Regions from separate parts of the Mus musculus genome. Here all the other regions are linked to region 2. A link is a contact called in public HiChIP or PLAC-seq data. All regions are on one chromosome and are shown on one strand. The core of a region is the stretch at or near the end of the contact, and the rest is flanking DNA. Distances in the headings are between cores, read along the strand shown. Region 1 holds the start of Esf1 (ESF1 nucleolar pre-rRNA processing protein homolog). Region 2 overlaps Tasp1 (taspase, threonine aspartase 1). Region 3 overlaps Tasp1 (taspase, threonine aspartase 1).

Region 1 (3,211 bases), core at 619-3,118, 130 kb after region 2:
AAACTTGTAAACCAAGGTTTTATAAACCTAGGGTTTTGAGGAGGGCAATGTTTAGTAGCTGACTGCCCTCAGAATTTTTATAGTTCTAGCTTGTACTTGCCATCAATTAAAAGATTATTCTTGGTGCATAGAGCCACACACGTAAAACCAAGATTCTGAAGGCAGAATCATGCTTATTATGAGGCCAGATCTTAGATAGTTTCATAGGGAATTGGTGGTCAGTCTGGGTTACCTAGTGAGATTGTTTCAAGAAACCAAAGACAGATGCTGGGGAGAAGGCTGAATCAGCGAAGCGCTTGTAATACAAATACAACATGGATTTGATACTCCAGAACACACACACATAAAACAAACAAACAAACAAACAAACAAACCCTGAATGCCTGTAATCCCAGAGACAAGAGGACTCACTCCCTAATCATCCAACTTAGCTTACTTGAGGAGCTTCAGGTTCCAATGAGAGGTTCTGCTTAAAAAAAAAAAAAAAAGTGGAGAGCAATTGAGGAAGACACTAGCCATCACCTCTGGCTCCATATACAAGCACCCTTCCAAACATATGAGCACACACGTGCATGGGTATGTGGGCTGATGTAATCATCTACAGATGCAACAGACACAGGAAGACAAAAACAAAAGATTCTGAAATCTCAGCTGGTCTAATTGGGTTTTCATAGTCTTGTTTCATTCTCTTTGTTAATGTTTACTTCATAATTGCATAAGCTTTTGGTTTTACAAAGCTGTCTCTTAACTAATGAGGGGCATTTAAAAAAAAATCAAATCAGATTTACCTTAGTGTTATTTCTATAAATCCTAGTTTCTATCAAGACCCAAATTAGTCTCAAACTACAGTTAACAATTGTCACGTTCTTCTTAATAAATTTTTCCATGTGTATGGGTGTTAAGTATTCATGTGTGTCTGCATATCACTTCTGTGCCTCCTGCCCATGGACGCCTGAAGAGGTCTTCTGAGCCCCTGGAACTGGTTTTACTGACTGGACAATAGTCAGCCATCAAGTGGATGCTGGAAATTTAACCTAGGTCCACTGAAGACCAGCAGCCAGTGCACTTAACCACTGAGCAATCTATCCAGTCCCAAATGTCGCTTTTTTATAACATTTTATTCTCAAAGTGACTAAGGCCTAGATAGGCTATAAACACACAAAAACGCTCACAGAAGTTTGTATGCCTAATGTTCCTTTGTAAAGCGTCCCTGGTGGTTGGATTTCTCCAGATTTCAACTTTGCAAAAAAGTCAGAAGTTTCTGTATGAATAAAAGCTGACTGACCAAACAAGACAGTATTTACGCCCCTCACTCCTGCGACAGACTGTACGCCATCACAACAGGCTAGCCTAGCCTTGAACTGCAATCACTTCTGTCTCTCGGCCTCAATACTGGAATTACAGTGTTGCTTTACTTCAGAACCCTTTACATTCTAATAGAGAGAGAGAGAGAGAGAGAGATACTACAACACCTGGAACAGCTGTACGACACAGCTACCACCTCAACCAACTGCAGTGCGTGTGAATGTTGGAAATGGAAGCCCACGGCGAACATGGGATGTTCAGAGGAGCGAAAGCAACTGGACAGCACTTGAAACGCTTCCCGGTCTCCCTCAAGTCCACCCACCCTCTGGCCTGGGAGCTCCAGGTCAGCTCGTCCCGAACCATCTTCCCACCTCACAAACTTTCGGGGCAAGTTACTCGGCTGCGTTCTCTGTCTCTCTCGAGAAGCAGCTCTGAAGAGAACAATGAGGCCAGAAAGGGACCGGACTATAGGGGCTACTCACAAATCCCAAGGAGAGCCCGACGGGCGACCGCACAGTTTCCCACCACTCTTCTCAGATCCCAGTCTGAGTTCACATGGAGCGCACTCCCACAATCCTCCGCGAGACGCTCCGTCTTAACGGCACGCGAGCTGGGCCAAACTACTTCAACCTTCCGCCTTGGAACTGCGCTAGTCGTAGTCCCGTTGGCGCATGCGCCTAATAGAAACCATGCCCTGCTGTGGCGCCCGGGCTGAAGATGCTGCGAAAGGTCGTTCTTTTGCGCCTCTGCCCACTGCTTGGCCGGCCAGCGGTCTCTGCATCGAGCGGCAGTCGCAGGGAGGTCGCTTCTGGTGTCCCTCCTTCGGGCAGCACCTCGCCCAGAGCCCTAAACATCTTCGACAGGGAATTGAAGAGGAAGCAGAAGAATTGGGCCGCCCGGCAGCCCGACCCCATGAAATTTGACTACCTGAAGGAGGAGGTGAGACTGTGGGGCTGCGACGGAGGGAGGCGTGGAGCCGGGTAGGGCGGACCCACCCACCCGACTGTGTGACCTTGAGAAGCTTCACTCTCTAGAGCCTTTCTGATTTTCCGGGAAGCACGAGAGGCTCCGATAGCATGCGGGGCAATCATTCATTCGCTTTGCAAACACTGCTTGAGTTCCAGGGAAAAGCAAGATCATTTAGGAGTGAGTAGGAGACACATAGACAGGGAATGTAATTGCAGCAAAAGGAAGGTGAAGAAAAAGTGAGATAGCGGTATTGGTGACTGCGGTGGTCAAGAATGGCTGTTATGGCGAAAAGTGAGAGATTAGTTGAGCCGAGATGAGAGATGGGACGAGTCTCCTAGGAAAAGGAAAAGTGCAAAACTCCTAAGGCCAAAAGGACGTGTAGAGGCCTTCAATAAGTCCTTCCATTCTGTTCAAGAAAAGCTTGTAAGAGACTGAGTACAAGGTGTGGATAGTTGACTGCATCCCGGATGACGCCAGTCCGGGGAAGGGTGGTACTTACCATACGATTTCTTTTATGTTGTGTTTAGGAGATGGTCGTCTATACTTTTCCAGACTTGGTGTTTACTAATTTGCAAGCATTGGCTGTCTTAATTTATTATGTAATATATACCAGCCTGACCTCGAATTCATAGAAATCCACCTGCCTCAGCCTCCCGATGTTGATGTTGGGTTTGAGTTTCCGAGACAAGGGTCTTTTTAATATATCCTGGTTTGGAACTCATAGTCACCGTGTATTCCAGACTGGCCTCAGACTTGTGGTAATCCTGCTTACTCCTGAATCGAAGGACTATAGACATAAACTGCCACACCAAGGAGATCGTTAATTTTGATTTCATTAAATTTGCTTCTAAAGTAATTTGCTTCCGTTTGTTTTCAGGGTATTTTATTATTTCCATAATAAAAAAATAAAGTATTTGTAAAGGAAGTTGCTGTGGGA
Region 2 (3,135 bases), core at 115-2,614:
TTGTATCCACTTCATAAAGCCTTTACATCGTGAGCTGGTCATTAATACTTGGAGAACTCATCATAAAAGCTGCTTCGGTTATAAAGTACTTTGACTATAATCTATCTGGTACTCTAGGTGACTGATAGATAGTAATTCTCATAACTCTGAAAGCAGGAACTATTTTTATTCTATTACGGACAGAACTGAGTCAACAGGCCATATTAGAGCAGCAGTTAGGCTCTAACACACCCAGAGGCACGTGGCTATGACTGACATCTTCCCAGCATCAGATGTTTCAGGAGCCAAACTTCAACAGAACTGCTCATCACACACACACACACACACACACTTCCCATCTACCATATTGTGTTAGTATGAAGTTAAATGTGTTGCAAAGATAAGTTAAAAGCTACAAAGGGCAGCTCTATGGTTTAATCTAAGGGAATGTACAGAAAACATGGCTAAGCTCAACTCCAGAGCTACTTTTCCAAGGAAAGGCATTTGACAGATGCCCTGAGGTAACGACCTTCCATACTAGGGGCTTTGTATACTTTACCTCTCACTCTCTCCTTCACATCCGTCACTATACACCTCCATGTCTTAACATTCCTCCCCAAGAAATGTTCATATCCAGTAAAATAACCATCACTAATAATCTTGTCACCTTACCAATCCCTCCTGTCCACATTCCAGCCTTGTCAAAGGCCTCGAACTCACTACTACTCCAGAGTCACGGAAACTGAGAGTCCCTCATGGACTACCAAGAGCCTCTCTCCCGACTCAACTCCTCAATGACCACTAAAACTTAGAACTATCCTGAAAATCCACTGGAACAAAGTTGATTTCACAAAACACACAACATATGGCTTCAGGACCTCCATCTGTTACATCTGTGATAAAAACTGTCTTCCCACTTTAGACACTTCTAGGAAGCTGAAATCATATATTTGTTAAAGATATATCTCATTTTGGAGGTGTCAACTTCAAAAGTGTCTTACTGAAAATACCTATCACCAATGAATTTATAGCAATGAATCCTACAAAAACAAGAGGAACAAAGAATTAACCAACTATTTTACTACTCAGGAATGTCTTCAATGAAAATAAAATCTTACATAGCTTTGCTAGTATTAGTGAGAAACACTGGTTATATGACTTATGGCTGACTAGCTCACCACCTCAATGCCATTTAAAAATAAGGAATGTAAATGCACAAGTAAGTTAGAAAATATAAAAGAGAAAAGAAATACCTCAAGTTCCACCAGAGCAGCAGCCACTGCATCTGTAGCAAGAGCACCAGCCTGTAGCTTCTCAATTGCCTGTGAAACCAAGAGGAGACAGTATTCACCGAAAACCAGCTTCTCAAACAAACCATAAACTCGGCAAAGGTGTAAAACATGTGCGACGCTCCGAGTTCATAGAAATCGGCCAGCATTTCCACCGCACACTGACACCGTGGCAGGAAGCTGTGGTTATGTGGGGCTTCACACCTGGCCATATGTGACCTGAGGCCGGCAAGTCGGACACAGGTGCCTTAAGGTACAAATTTCACAGACTTAAGAAGAGTAATGTTTATTACTCAGACTAATTATCACTCTTAATCTTACCCAAATTAAGACCACTAAAAGTTAGCCACCAAATTCTAGGTACAAGGAATATAGTAAGTGAAAGTGCTTCACTCTCCACAGAGCATTCAAAATGTTATGATCTGACCTGCCCCATGTACCACCAGCATAGCTGTAGCCATTATGTTCCATGCCTGTCAGCTATTTCATAGTTACTGTAATATGTCTGCTAATCATTGACACAGAAAAATGACTTGACTCAGAGCAAGGTTACGGTAACCACATCCTGTTATGTTCTGTATGTTCTGAAGTTTGTTAATCTTAAGAAATTTTACAAAGGTTCACATTGGACCCAACAAATTAAAGATCAATATGAACAGTCATTTCTAAATGGCTTGAGTCAGAGCTGACCACCAGGCAGCACTTCCCTCAGTATTAGGGTGTGTATTCAACAAACCATCCCTATCTGACTGAGATTGGTGTTCGTATGGTTTGTGGAGGGAACCCTAGACCACAACATTTGGTGCACTGGCCTGGAAACTCCCTACCCTCAAGCACCCCTCAGTTACTGACAGTGAACACTCCTAAGCCATCTGAGTCCTCCAGAAGTAAGATTTTTTTCTGAACCTGCACAGTTCTTTTTCCTTTTTCTTTTTCTTTTTCCTTTTGTTGTTGTTGTTGTTTGTTTGTTTGTTTAGTCTTGCTTATGGTTCATTCTGGAGAGACCCAAGATATAAAAACTAGACCTAGTTTCCTTTGATCTGAAGGGCAGAGGATGCTTCAACTCTTCTTGACTAGGTTGTTGGAATACAACAAGAGCGCACTATATTAAAACTCGGTTTTGTTTGTTTTCTGTCTTCCACTTTTGTCTTGTTTTTTGGTGCCTCTCACCTCTATCTTTAACTCCTTTACTATGGGATACCCAGGTCCCTTTGGCAGACTATCTGGGTCCCTTCTCACTCTCCCCAACTCTATTGATTGTCCCTGGCATGTGGATCTGTCCATGTCTGTCAGTTTGTGTTTGTAATTTTGTGTAGTTACTTGGATATTGCTCTATGTTTCATATTCAAAGGAAAAATGGTTAAAACTTCACCTGCTGGCCATTTTCCCCTTGACCTAGCTTTAACTCATTTCAAGGATTTTTAGGGAAAAAAGCAGCCTGAATTGGGACAACAGAAACTGATAAACTGTCCTTGGAGCCCTGCGCCTGCAACTGGGAGTCTAGCACTGCTGGAAAAATCTGTAACATCCTTAACAAAAGTTAGCGTAAAACTGGTAACTCAGGGTGGGAGCCATGCTGGACAACAACACATAGCATGAGCTAACCAAGGTCTCTAAAGATACTTTTAAATTGGTATGGTATTTTTCTGAAGTTCCTGACCTTAAAAACAACTTATAAGAGAGAAGATTTAAAACAATGGGGCTGGCGGGTAAGAGCAATGACTGCTCTTCTGAAGGTCCTGAGTTCAAATCCCAGCACATGGTGGCTCACAACCAACCGTAATGAGTCCTGACACCCTCGTCTGCAGCCTCTGAAGACAGCTACAGTGTACTTATATATAATAATAAGTAAATCTTTAGACTAGAG
Region 3 (3,284 bases), core at 23-2,522, 200 kb before region 2:
CTACCACCCCTATTGGTTTCCCAGAAGTTCTGCCCATTTCTTTCAAGGATACGTGACTTGTGAGTAAGTATTTTCTAAGCATTCTTTATGTGCAGCATTAAACCTCAGAATGTAGTTAACTAAAAATAGTTTAGACATCAGACCTCATCATGAAAGCAGATGTACACTACTAGATGACAGCTGCATATTGACCTTTTTAATGCAATCTAAAATGGTGTGTAGATCTTAGAGAATAAGAAGCCAGGATCTGCAGGTTGAAAGATGAAGGTATTTACTTGTTGACTCAGAACCTGTTTGAGGACAGATACCAAACAATGTAAAGTAAGAACTGGGTGATGATCCCTACAGCACTTAGATTTTTCTTCTTCTTATTTTATTTTGTCTGCATGTATGTTTATGTACCATGTGCATGTCTGATGCCCATGGAAGCCAGAAGAGGGCATTGGATCACCTAGGAACAGAGGTTTAGATTGCTGTGAGCTGCGATGTGTATGCCGGGAACTGAACTCGGGTGCTCAGGAGGAACAACCAGTGTTCTTAACCACTGAGCAATTCCTCCAGCCCCAGGACCCAGGGTTTTAACACCTTATGATACTAACTTCATTTAGATTTTATTTGTCTTATTAATGAATAAAAATCCTATCATTTCCTTAAATTAAAAGCAAAATAATAATAATATAATAATTAATATAATAATAATTATATAATAATAAAAGTAGGCTGCAGTGGCCAGAAGATATTATTGCTAAGCTCAATCTAACAAGTCAGAAACACTAACAAAATGAGGCATGAATGCCATAGGTTTGCCATTTTGCTGCATGTCCTCCCTACCTCATTTTCCACATGCAAAGTATCCACAGCATAAAAGACGCATGGGCATATGTAGATGAAACACAGAGACAGCGTCATGGCCAATGTCATTATTAGCCATTGTCAGTCACTGACACAGGGCTTCAGAGAGGGCAAAACGTTCTATTGTTCTCCTGTATAAAATCCTGTCCACAGAATCTTAAAATAAGATGAAAATGCTGCCCGATGAGAACAGAGTGTGGCCCCAGCCCCACGGCTGCTCTGGTTTCTTCTGTGACCATGCCTGCTGACATTACACTTTAGTCAGAGGCAACATCACACAGGAATTCCCCCGTGTTTTCACTTGAAAATCCTGCGAGGTGGCCCACAAAATGTGGCAACCTCTCCAGTAAACTCCTTCTATGCCAGTCACATGGAGATTCATCATGAATACTCCTTTGTTACTGGTGATAAAAACTCTCTACCATTTACCAAATATTTACTCTGTACTCTTAATAGGGGGCAGAGGAATGAAACACACACAGGCCTTACTCTAGGGCAATTTATCTTTATAGGATGTAGAAACCAGTCCCTTGGGAAATCTTACTAGAAATAAGAGATCCCTATAATTACATAATATTGTAGTGTCCAGGGTGCTTCTGAATCAATGAAATCTTAAAATACTACTACCGGCAGTAAGATGTATGCAACACCTTTTTTTTTCCCCAAGGGGAAAAAAATAGAGAAATGAACAAGACAGAATGGAACTGTGGTTTGCTTATGGTCAGAGAGGAAGTGGAAAAACTGAGTCATGAGTGAGTGTGTCTGAACTCCAAATTTAGGCCTTTTTACCCCTGAAATGCCCTAGCCCAAAGGGTTCTAAATCTAGCTCTGTTAGAGGCACACCTTTCACTGAATTGGCATATGCTCAAAAGCTTTACAATAGGACTTGCTTAGAAAAGCTACTGCCACAAATCTTAACTAAGTTAGAATGATTCTGAGACCCAGAGAACTAGGGATGAGTCACTGTTGGTAGGTTAGATAATGTCGAGTTACTAGTTCTCTGGGATTTAACATTCTTACAGGTTAAACAATTTTTTTAAACTGACTTAACAGTATTGAGGATCCTTTCTGAATCTGGCATACATTAGGATGTTCTTGTAAATGTTATTTAAAACAATTTTAAAATCCCATTTATCTAAACTACATGTTTTGTGTCAATGGAAACTCTTTGAACCCACTTTATAGATTTTTTTTTTTATTAGCCCCACTAAGAACTAACTACAATCCCAATAGGTTCTTAAAGTTTGTTTTCCTTCCTTGGGAAGGGACACTTTAAGAGTAATCTTAGGACCGACCACTACCTGCAGTGCATCATCGGTGTGTGGTCTACCCTGGAACGTAGCCTTGCACTGACACAGAGAAACAAAGCTGTTCCTGCCTCAGGCAGTGCAGACAGGAGTAGTCAGTGGGGACAGCAGACAGGCTATGTGGAGATGGACACTTCACGTCACACTGATGGTAGGGATGGAGGTCTTGAGATCTTTTACAGTCTTTATTCTAATTAATGTTTCTATTACATTTACATATTCAGTGTGTCTCTCTGTAATATGCATGTGTATGAGCACTCATGCGTGCATAAACACATGCTGTTGTGTGGATGTCGAGGTCAGAGGTAAGCTGCAGGAATGGTTCTCTCTTCTCACCATGTGGGACCTCGGAAACCAAACTGGGGCATAAAGCCTGGTGGACAGTGCTGAGCCATCTCACTGGCCCTTCATTCTGTTTTGTTTTGTTTTGTTTTGAAGACAGGGTTTGTCTATAACACCTGGCTGTCCTGGAACTCACTCTGTAGACCAGGTTGGCCTCGAACTCAGAAATCTGCCTGCCTCTGCCTCCCAAGTGCTGGGATTAAAATACACTTTATTCTTTTTTCCCCCAAATATTTAAAGAGGAACAAATTTTTAATGAATTTTAAAATTTGAAAATCAGTTTATATTCTAAATATTCTACAACTGGGCAGAAAGACATAAAAGTTGGGTGTTAAGGGCACTGAACCTGGAGTAGCAGAGTAGCTATCTGAAGTTCTGCGACTCACTCGGGATCAGGGCTGGACACCCTCTCATCTTCTCATTATGTGGCAGGATGGCTTATGTTGATGTCACTGGAGGATGTGACTGTGTTCTTCCTCTATTCCTCAGCACAAATGGAGTGAACTGAAATTTCCCCATAGGGCTGAGTAGAGGTGACCGCTCTTCTCTCTGTACCTAACTTTGTTCTGTTTTCTGGCACTGGCAACAATATCTCAAGAGTCTGTTGTGAACTCTTCTTCATTTCCCTAGTATATGACAAATACACACGTCTAGTTTAATTACCTATAATAACTAAGTGGTTAAAAGTGCGAGCTCTAGAGTCTCTAGAGAGCTGCATCACTCTGCAGCCGATACCTTAGTAAGGGACTTGGAATCTCAGACATATCTTCTCTGGGGGTCAGG

What was found. HiChIP or PLAC-seq counts read pairs in DNA pulled down with a chosen protein or histone mark.
Region 1: a BATF HiChIP or PLAC-seq map of CD8 T cells shows a contact between it and region 2, with 7 read pairs. The contact joins the promoter of Esf1 here to the enhancer-like site in region 2. A contact is called at or near these places in 5 of 39 promoter capture datasets (the 3T3-L1 cell line, cranial neural crest, embryonic stem cells and 1 more), 1 of 15 datasets of contacts at CTCF or cohesin (the NIH/3T3 cell line), 33 of 484 Hi-C or Micro-C datasets (the AML12 cell line, the Ba/F3 cell line, the C2C12 cell line and 22 more), 5 of 115 datasets of contacts at active chromatin or transcription factors (CD8 T cells, bone marrow-derived macrophages, effector CD8 T cells and 2 more) and 3 of 9 other capture datasets (adipose tissue, liver and pancreatic islet).
Region 3: a BATF HiChIP or PLAC-seq map of CD8 T cells shows a contact between it and region 2, with 17 read pairs. The contact joins two enhancer-like sites. A contact is called at or near these places in 1 of 484 Hi-C or Micro-C datasets (Th1 cells), 1 of 115 datasets of contacts at active chromatin or transcription factors (CD8 T cells) and 1 of 9 other capture datasets (liver).

What each region holds. Positions count from the first base shown.
Region 1 is chr2:140,168,690-140,171,900 of GRCm38.p6, forward strand. It overlaps Esf1 (ESF1 nucleolar pre-rRNA processing protein homolog), which reads right to left and starts at 1,869. Exons shown (of 14, transcript NM_001081090.1): 1 at 1,788-1,869. It overlaps Ndufaf5 (NADH:ubiquinone oxidoreductase complex assembly factor 5), which reads left to right and starts at 1,957. Exons shown (of 11, transcript NM_027093.4): 1 at 1,957-2,244. The coding sequence starts at 2,023.
Region 2 is chr2:140,040,862-140,043,996 of GRCm38.p6, forward strand. It overlaps Tasp1 (taspase, threonine aspartase 1), which reads right to left. Exons shown (of 14, transcript NM_001159640.2): 4 at 1,233-1,301. Among named protein-coding and RNA genes, the nearest start is that of Tasp1, 24 kb to the right of the region's middle. Within about 2 kb of position 1,365, at least 48 of the 459 cell types and tissues checked have an H3K27ac peak or open chromatin away from gene starts, as enhancers often do. A contact at or near this core is called in CD8 T cells, Th1 cells, effector CD8 T cells and 3 more, where this site is marked.
Region 3 is chr2:139,839,974-139,843,257 of GRCm38.p6, forward strand. All of the region lies in intron 13 of Tasp1 (taspase, threonine aspartase 1), which reads right to left. Among named protein-coding and RNA genes, the nearest start is that of Ism1, 160 kb to the left of the region's middle. Within about 2 kb of position 1,273, at least 67 of the 459 cell types and tissues checked have an H3K27ac peak or open chromatin away from gene starts, as enhancers often do. A contact at or near this core is called in CD8 T cells and Th1 cells, where this site is marked.